Regions from separate parts of the Pan troglodytes genome. Here region 1 is linked to region 2. The links are chromatin contacts, called in public Hi-C maps. All regions are on one chromosome and are shown on one strand. The core of a region is the stretch at or near the end of the contact, and the rest is flanking DNA. Distances in the headings are between cores, read along the strand shown.

Region 1 (3,929 bases), core at 520-3,019, 360 kb after region 2:
GCAAATAACATAACCAATTATTTTAAGCAGATGACAGCTTAACTCTGATTACAATGAAAATAAAAAAGAAATCAGCAAAAAGAAAACAAAAAAAACCCCCAAAACTTTACCTTAACCCCATTTCTTCACTTTGTCACTTTTTTTTTTTTTTTTTGAGATGGAGTCTCACTCTGTCACCCAGGCTGGATACAGTGGCGTGATCTCGGCTCACTTCAACCTCTGCCTCCCGGGTTCAAGCGATTCTCCTGCCTCAGCCTCCCAAGTAGCTGGGACTACAGGCACCTGCCACCACACCCAGCTATTTTTTCTTTTTTTGTATTTTTAGTAGAGATGGGGTTTCACCATGTTAGCCAGGATAGTCTCGATCTCCTGACCTCGTGATCTTCCTGCCTTGTCCTCCCAAAGTGCTAGGATTACAGGCTTGAGCCACCATGCCCGGCTGCTTTGTCACTTTTGATTGTCTCTGTTTATATCTTTTTATGCTCAGAAAGCTGTTTCAGTTACTATTTTTGATAGGTTTGTCTTTTAATCTTCCTACTAAGATACGAGTGTTTTAACACTATAGTTACAGTGTTAGAGTATTCTGTATTCATCTGTTCATTTACCACTACCAGTGAGTTCTGTACCACCATGTGATATATATTTTTTTACATTAATGTGCTTTTCTTTCAGATTGAAGAACTCTCTTTAACATTTTTTGCAAGACAGGTCTGGTGTTGTTGAAACCCCTCAGCTGTGTTTGTCTGGGAAAGTATTTCTCTTTCATGTTTGAAGGATAATTTTACTGGAAATAATATTCTAGTTCAAAAGTTGTTTTTCTTCAACACTTTGAATATGTCTTCCCCCTCTCTCTTGGCCTCTAAGTTTCCTGCGGAGTTGTCTCCTACTAGACATATTGAAGCCCCTTTATATGTTCTTTGCTTCTTTTCTTTTTCTGCTTTTAGGATACTTTCTTTATCCTTGACCTTTGAGAGTTTGATTAATATATTAATTGAGTTAGTCTTATTTGGGTTGAATCCTTTTGGTGTTGTGTGATCTTCTTATACCTTAATATTTGTATCTTTTCTTAGGTTTGGAAAGTTTTCTATCAGTATTTCACTGAATAAACTTTCTACCCTGATCTCTCTATCTCTACATCCTCTTTAAAGCCAATAACTCTTAGATTTGCCCCTTTTAAGCTATTTTCTAGATCTTGTAGAGAGGCTTCATTCTTTTTAAATTATTTCTCTTTTCTCTCCTCTGACTGTGTATTTTTATATAGCCTGTCTTCAGGTTCACTATTTATTTTTCTTGATCGATTCTGCTGTTGAGAGACTCTGAGACATTTTTGAGTTTGTCAGTTGAATTTTTCAGCTGCAGAATTTCTGTTTGAAATTTCAAAAACTATTTTAATCTCGTTGTTAAATTTCTCTGGTAGAATAATGAATTTCTTCCCTGTGTTATCTTTAAGTTTGTTGAGCTTCCTCAAGACAGTTCTTTTGAATTCTCTGTCTGAAAGGACATACATCTCCATGTTTCTGGGATTGGTCACTGGTATCTTCTGTAGTTCATTTAATGAGGTCATGTTTTCCTGGATACTCTTGATGCTTGTGGACATTCATCACTTATGGGCATTGACAAATTAGATATTTATTTGTCTGTGTAGTCTGGGCTTGTTTGTTCCCTTCATTCTTGAGAAGGCTTTTCATGTATTCAAATGGGATTGAGTGTGTTGTGCTCTAAGCCTGTGGTCCGTATGGGCATATCGGCACAAGGAGGTGCTCTAAGCCCAGGAATGCTGCAATTCTTCCTGACATCTAGAGGCACTGCCTTGATGAGTTTGGGTAAGGTAAAGGAGAATTCCCTGGGTTGTCAGGCAAAGTCCTCTTGATATCTTCCCTTTACTCCTCCCAGTCAGAAGTAGTCTGTCTCCATACTGGGCTGCCTAGAGCACTTCCATGGCTTCCACAGCTGGCACTGTGCTGGGTCACACCTGAAGCCTGTATAATACTGGATCTTGCCTGGTTACTGCTGATGTTTATTCAAGGCCCAAGGGATCTTTAGTGAGCAGGTGAATCCTGCCAAGACTGGGTTCTTCTCTTCAGGGCAGTGGATTCCCTCTGAATGAGGGTGGGTCCAGGAACTAAGTCCTGGAATTGACAGCTTCAGGAATCTCCTTGGTGCTTTACTTTGGCTGAGCTGGTACCCAAATTGCAAGACAGTCTTCTGTACTCTTCCCACTTCTTTCCTTAAGCTAAAGGAATCTCTCCCCAAACTGCACTTCCTGGAGTTGGGTGCAATGCGATCAGGCACTCCCCTGGCTGCCACAGCTGGTGTCACACTTGGTCACACATCCCAAGTCTACTGCCTCCAAGGCCGGTGCAGTACCAGGGCTTGCCCGAGGACTGCAGTACTTGCGGCCTGACAGCCTCTTAAGCTTATTCTGGGCACTAGGCCAGTTTAGTTAGCCAGAGGTGAGGTTGGTTGGGACTCAGGTTCCTCCTGCTGAGATTGAGAATTCTGTCTTGCCCAGGGCTGATCTAAATGCCCCCTCCTTGGGTGCTAGCAGAGTTCTGCTGTTTTGTGTTTTTCTGTAACATGGCTGCACTGAGTTCCAGTGCAAAGACCCACACTCACTTCACCCTCCCTCCCCCAAACACAGTTTCTCTGTCCATGCTGGAAGGGATCCTGTAGGCAATGCAAGACTGTCTTTCCTGTCCTCTTCAATTCCTCTATCCCTGATGTTATGTTAAAACCAGGTACTGTGATTTTCAGGTACTCACCTGAATTTTCTGGGTTCTTATGAAGGTGTTTATTGCATAGGTAGTTGCTCAATTTGGTGTAAGATCATGGAAGGGTTCTATTTGGCCATCTTGCTCTGCTTCCCTTTATTTTTATTTACTGTTAAAACCTGGCTCATGGTCAGTTTTTTCCTGTATGTAAACTTTCTTGAGGTGCTTTTGTTTTATATATTAGCAATGATTAAAAAAGCTTTCTCTTTTTTCTAGGCGAGCATATAGATTATTGTGGATATTCTGTTCTTCCTATGGCTGTAGAACAAGATGTGCTAATAGCTGTAGAACCTGTGAAAACGTACGCTCTCCAACTGGCCAATACAAATCCCTTGTATCCGTGAGTATTTAAAATTGCTAGTGTGTGTGTGTATGTATGGTTCTGTTTGTACCCAAATGGACTCTTTAGGAGACATCAAATTTGTAACAGGTCATTTAATTTATTGATATTTTGTACCTGACATTAAAAAAATTCTAAGGCCATTATTTATTGTTTGTTCATTTTGTTCATTTGTCAGTTCATTTAAGGAATATTTATCAAAGACTTATCATGTGCTAGACATAGTCTTAGATACCAGGTGATACAAAGATAAATAACTCTGTCCTTGTCCGATAGGTACTTATCATCTATTGATCTAATTATCTCCAGCAAAGTCAGGTCTGATGTTTTCCTATGTTACTATGGCACCTTCTAAGTATCTTGTCATAGCATCTTATTATGCTGTATTATTATTATCTGTTTATTTACCTGTGTCACCCAGTAGACTGTAAACTCTGTGACTTCAGGCATTGTTGCCTCTCTTCTTCAATGCCCTAGCATATAAAACAGAGTCTGGTGCCTAATAGAGGTAAGTTTCTAGTACATATGCTTTATCAAGTTAACAAAGTCTTTAAAAAAAATCTTAGTTTGCTAAGATTAAAAAAGTTTAATAATGGGTATTGAATTTAATTAAATGTCTATTTAGAATTGAAGATCAGTTTTTTTAAAAATATGGTGAATTAGTCTGACGAATTTTCTAATGTTGAGCCCTTTTTGCATTTCTGGGATAAACTCTACTTGCTTCTAATGTATTATAATGGATTTGACTTGATAATTACAGAAAAAGATTTTGGCTTGTATTTGGCATATTATATGTTTGGCTTGTTCATTGGTTAGTT
Region 2 (3,740 bases), core at 1,135-3,634:
GAACCCAGAAATAAAGCTGCACACCTGCAGCCATTTGATCTTTGACAAAGTCAACAAAAATAAGCAATAGGGAAAATACTCCCTATTCAATAAATGGTGCTGGGATAGCTGGCTAGCCATATGCAAAAGAATGAAACTGGGCCCTTACTTTTCACCATATACAAGATAGATTAAATATATAAACGTTAAGACCTCAAATTGTAAGAATCCTAGAAGAAAACCTAGGAAATCTATTCTGGACATCAGCCTTCGGAAAGAATTTGTGACTACATCCTCAAAAGCAATTGCAAGAAAAATAAAAATGGACAAATGGGACCTAAATAAAGAGCTTCTAAGCACAGCAAAAGAAACTATCAACAGAGTAAACAGACAATCTACAGAATGGGAGAAAATATTCACAAACACTACGCATCCAAAAAGGTCTAATATGTAGAATCTATAAGAAACTTAATTCAACAAGCAAAAAACAACCCCATTAAAAAGTGGGCAAATTTCATGAACAGACATTTCTCAAAAGAACACATACAAGCAGCCAACAAACATATGAAAAGATGCTCAACATCACTAATCATCAGAGAAGTGCAAATCAAAACCACAATCACATATCACATATCACATCAGAATGACTATCATTAAAAAGGCAAAAATACAGATGCTGGCAAGGCTGCAGAGAAAGGGGAATGCTCATACACTGTTGGTAGGAATGTAAACTAGTCCAGTCACTGTGAAAAGCAGTTTGGAAAGTTCTCAAAGAACTTAAAACAGCACTCAAACATTTGACCCAGCAATCCCAACTACTGGGTATACACCCAAAGGAAAATGAATTGTTCTATCAAAAAGACACATGAATTTCTATGTTCATTGCAGCACTATTCACAATAGCAAAGACATGGAATCAATCTAGATGCCCATCAATGGTGGATTGGATAAAGAGAATGTGGTACATATACACCATGGAATACTATGCAGCCACAAAAAAGAATAAAATCATGTCCTTTGCAACAACATGGATGCTGCTGGAGGCCATTATCCTAAGTGAATTGACACAGGAACAGAAAACCAAATACCACATGTTCTCACTTATAAGTAGGAGCTAAATATTGGGTACTCATAGACATAAAGATGGCAACAATTGACACTGGGGACCACTAAAAGGAGGACGGAAAGAGGGGGGCAAAGGCTGAAAAGCTATCTGTTACTATGCTCACTACCTGGCTGATGGGATCATTTGTATCTCAAACCTCAGCATCATGCGATATGTTGATGTAACAAACCTGCACACATACTCCCTCAATCTAAAATAAAAATTGAATTTAGTACACATGTACGCAAAGAAGTGAACAATAGACACACTGGGGCCTATGTGAGAGTGAAGGGTGGGAGGAGGGTGAGGATTTAAAAACTAGCTACCAGGTGTTATGCTGATTACCTGGGTGACAAAATTATCTGTATGCCAAACCCCTATGATAAACAATTTACCCTTGTTAACAAACCTACACATGTACCCCTTGAGCCTAAAATAAAAGGTGGAAAGAAAAAAACTAAAACAAAAATAAAATAAAATAAAAGTTGAAATTACAAAAATAACAACAACAAAAAAGAAGAGGGGTCAAACATTATAAAGAGATACAGAATACTGAAGAAGGAAATAGATTTAGCAATTAAACCACTGGTGACCATTGTAAAAGTAACTTCCATCAGATTGTCAAGCAGAGTTCAGATCTTCCAGTATAGTGCACATGTTAACACAAAGACAGGGACAATGCTTTCTAGAAGTTTGTGGGTGAAAGGAAGATGACAAGGAGGTGGAACATTATTAGGTTGGGTTGAGGGAGTCCAAGTTTTTTGCAGGCAGAAGGAACCAATAGAGAAAGAGTGAAGATTGAGACAGACGTTACTGGACAGAACTAGGACACAGAGTTGGCAGGAGAGGATTGGATGAGAAGCACAGGGAAAAGATTAGCTTTGGAGATAGTTGCTAAGGAAGAGAAGCAAGGAGAACATGGGCAGACTTAGAGCTGTGGAGGGGTGAAGCTGAGGATAACATGTTGGATCGCCTCAGTCTTCCCAGTGAAGTGAGATATGAGATCATCTGCTGAGGCTACAATTGGGGGATTAGGAGTAAAAATGATCTAGTGTAGCCTCTGACAGTTATTCACTCTCTGGCTCTGTATTTGAGGAAGACAGGACTTTCTCTAAACTAGCATTTGGAAATCCTCAAAGTAAATGCTCTAGTGATAAGGGCAGAATTGCATTGCTGGTTCCAACAACAATAAAACATTACATACCAAATAGCACAACTTTTCACACTGTATGGGGCAGTAAGCCATTTGTTCCGTGGCTTGAACTTTGATCCGCATATCTGAAACACCACCTACTGGTGGCTGCTTCCCTGGAATTTCATTGTAATATTCATGATCTTCTCTCTCCTCGGCATGGCTATCAATATGCACCTCCTCACTGTGAAGGAAAAAAGAATCCTCAAGAGGCTGGGAGAAAATTCAAATACTGTAAGGGATGCAAGGGGATCAGAACCAAGCAAATCATCCTGAAAAACTTTGCATTCATGTTTTCAGTTTATAGCTGTGCTTAAGTGATGTTAAACATCTGGATGGAAGCAGTCAGATGGTTGAGTTGTTTAGCTTTCTGTAGACAAAACGGGGTAAGCCAATAGAAAGTGCCAAGGGTGATGCTTTTGTGTCTCCTCCAGTGATAAAAATAATGATAATAACAATATATGAACTTCCTAAATGTAAGATATTTTTGTCATAAGATCATAAAAATACAAAGTATTCTTGAGTATCTCCAGCACACTTTGATTGTTCCATTTTGGAAATGTTTTGCCCAGATAAAATTTAAATATTGTTCTTCGGGTATAGGGCCTGTCCCAGTTTATTAAACCAAGAAGAAAAAAAAAATAAGAGAGCTATGGCCAGCTATCTTGTCTGCACAGATCTGGAGGAGTACATGGGATTAATAAAGAAATATTAGAACCATATGTGGCAAGTGGGTAGATTTATATAAACATGGAATTGTTTTTAAAATTGAAACAGGGCAAGACAAACAAACAAACAAACAAACAAACAAACAGACTTTTCTTCCAAATTGGAATCAGGGAAAGTTTCTTACTAAAAAAAAAAAAAAAAGAATAAATCAAGTCTATTTGGATTGAACTGATTCAACTGACAACTCACACAGTTTTGTTAGGTTCATTACATGTCAATAAAATGATAGCACTAAGACAGAAGTGCTATCCTGGGAAAAATTCAGCATCAAGGCCTCCTGGTAACACCCTCTCCTTTGCTGCCCTAGACTACCTCATAAAAGGAGATCTCCAAACCTAGTATTTGTTGATACACAAAGTGACATACCAGAGGAAAATGCATTTTAAAGTACCCAAGAGTTTTGTTTCTCCGGCATGAATTGTGTGAGCCAGAGGCATCACTGCATTCCACACTTGGTGGAGTCTGACAGGCCTGAAAGGGTTCAGCTTTCATTGCAGACTTTCTGTGCCTTAGAACAACCAAATCCTTGGGTCCCACCGTGTTCCACTCTAACCACAGTTTAGCTGAAGCCTATCTATTTACATTGCAAACCAACTGACAGGAATTTCTACAAGAGACATTTGATTCTTATTTTGCTCTTTGTTCTTGCTGTTTTTGTTTTTTTAACTGATATGTAAAGGATCTGGGGTTGAAACAAATCTGAGAAGTTTATTGATGTTTATTATTTTGATTTCA

The links. A called contact is a pair of places that touch in the nucleus more often than the background predicts.
Region 1: a Hi-C map of induced pluripotent stem cells shows a contact between it and region 2, with 1.7 times the contacts expected there. The contact joins two enhancer-like sites. A contact is called at or near these places in 4 of 7 Hi-C or Micro-C datasets (blood, induced pluripotent stem cells and stem cell-derived neural progenitor cells) and 1 of 1 other capture datasets (stem cell-derived neural stem cells).

Annotation. Positions count from the first base shown.
Region 1 is chr16:41,200,657-41,204,585 of NHGRI_mPanTro3-v2.0_pri, forward strand. GALK2 (galactokinase 2) reads left to right here. Exons shown (of 11, transcript XM_063794121.1): 4 at 2,988-3,111. Among named protein-coding and RNA genes, the nearest start is that of GALK2, 61 kb to the left of the region's middle. Within about 2 kb of position 1,770, at least 1 of the 24 cell types and tissues checked has an H3K27ac peak or open chromatin away from gene starts, as enhancers often do. A contact at or near this core is called in induced pluripotent stem cells, where this site is marked.
Region 2 is chr16:40,841,052-40,844,791 of NHGRI_mPanTro3-v2.0_pri, forward strand. SHC4 (SHC adaptor protein 4) reads right to left here. Exons shown (of 12, transcript XM_054666913.1): 8 at 2,289-2,460. Among named protein-coding and RNA genes, the nearest start is that of EID1, 23 kb to the right of the region's middle. Within about 2 kb of position 2,385, at least 2 of the 24 cell types and tissues checked have an H3K27ac peak or open chromatin away from gene starts, as enhancers often do. A contact at or near this core is called in induced pluripotent stem cells, where this site is marked.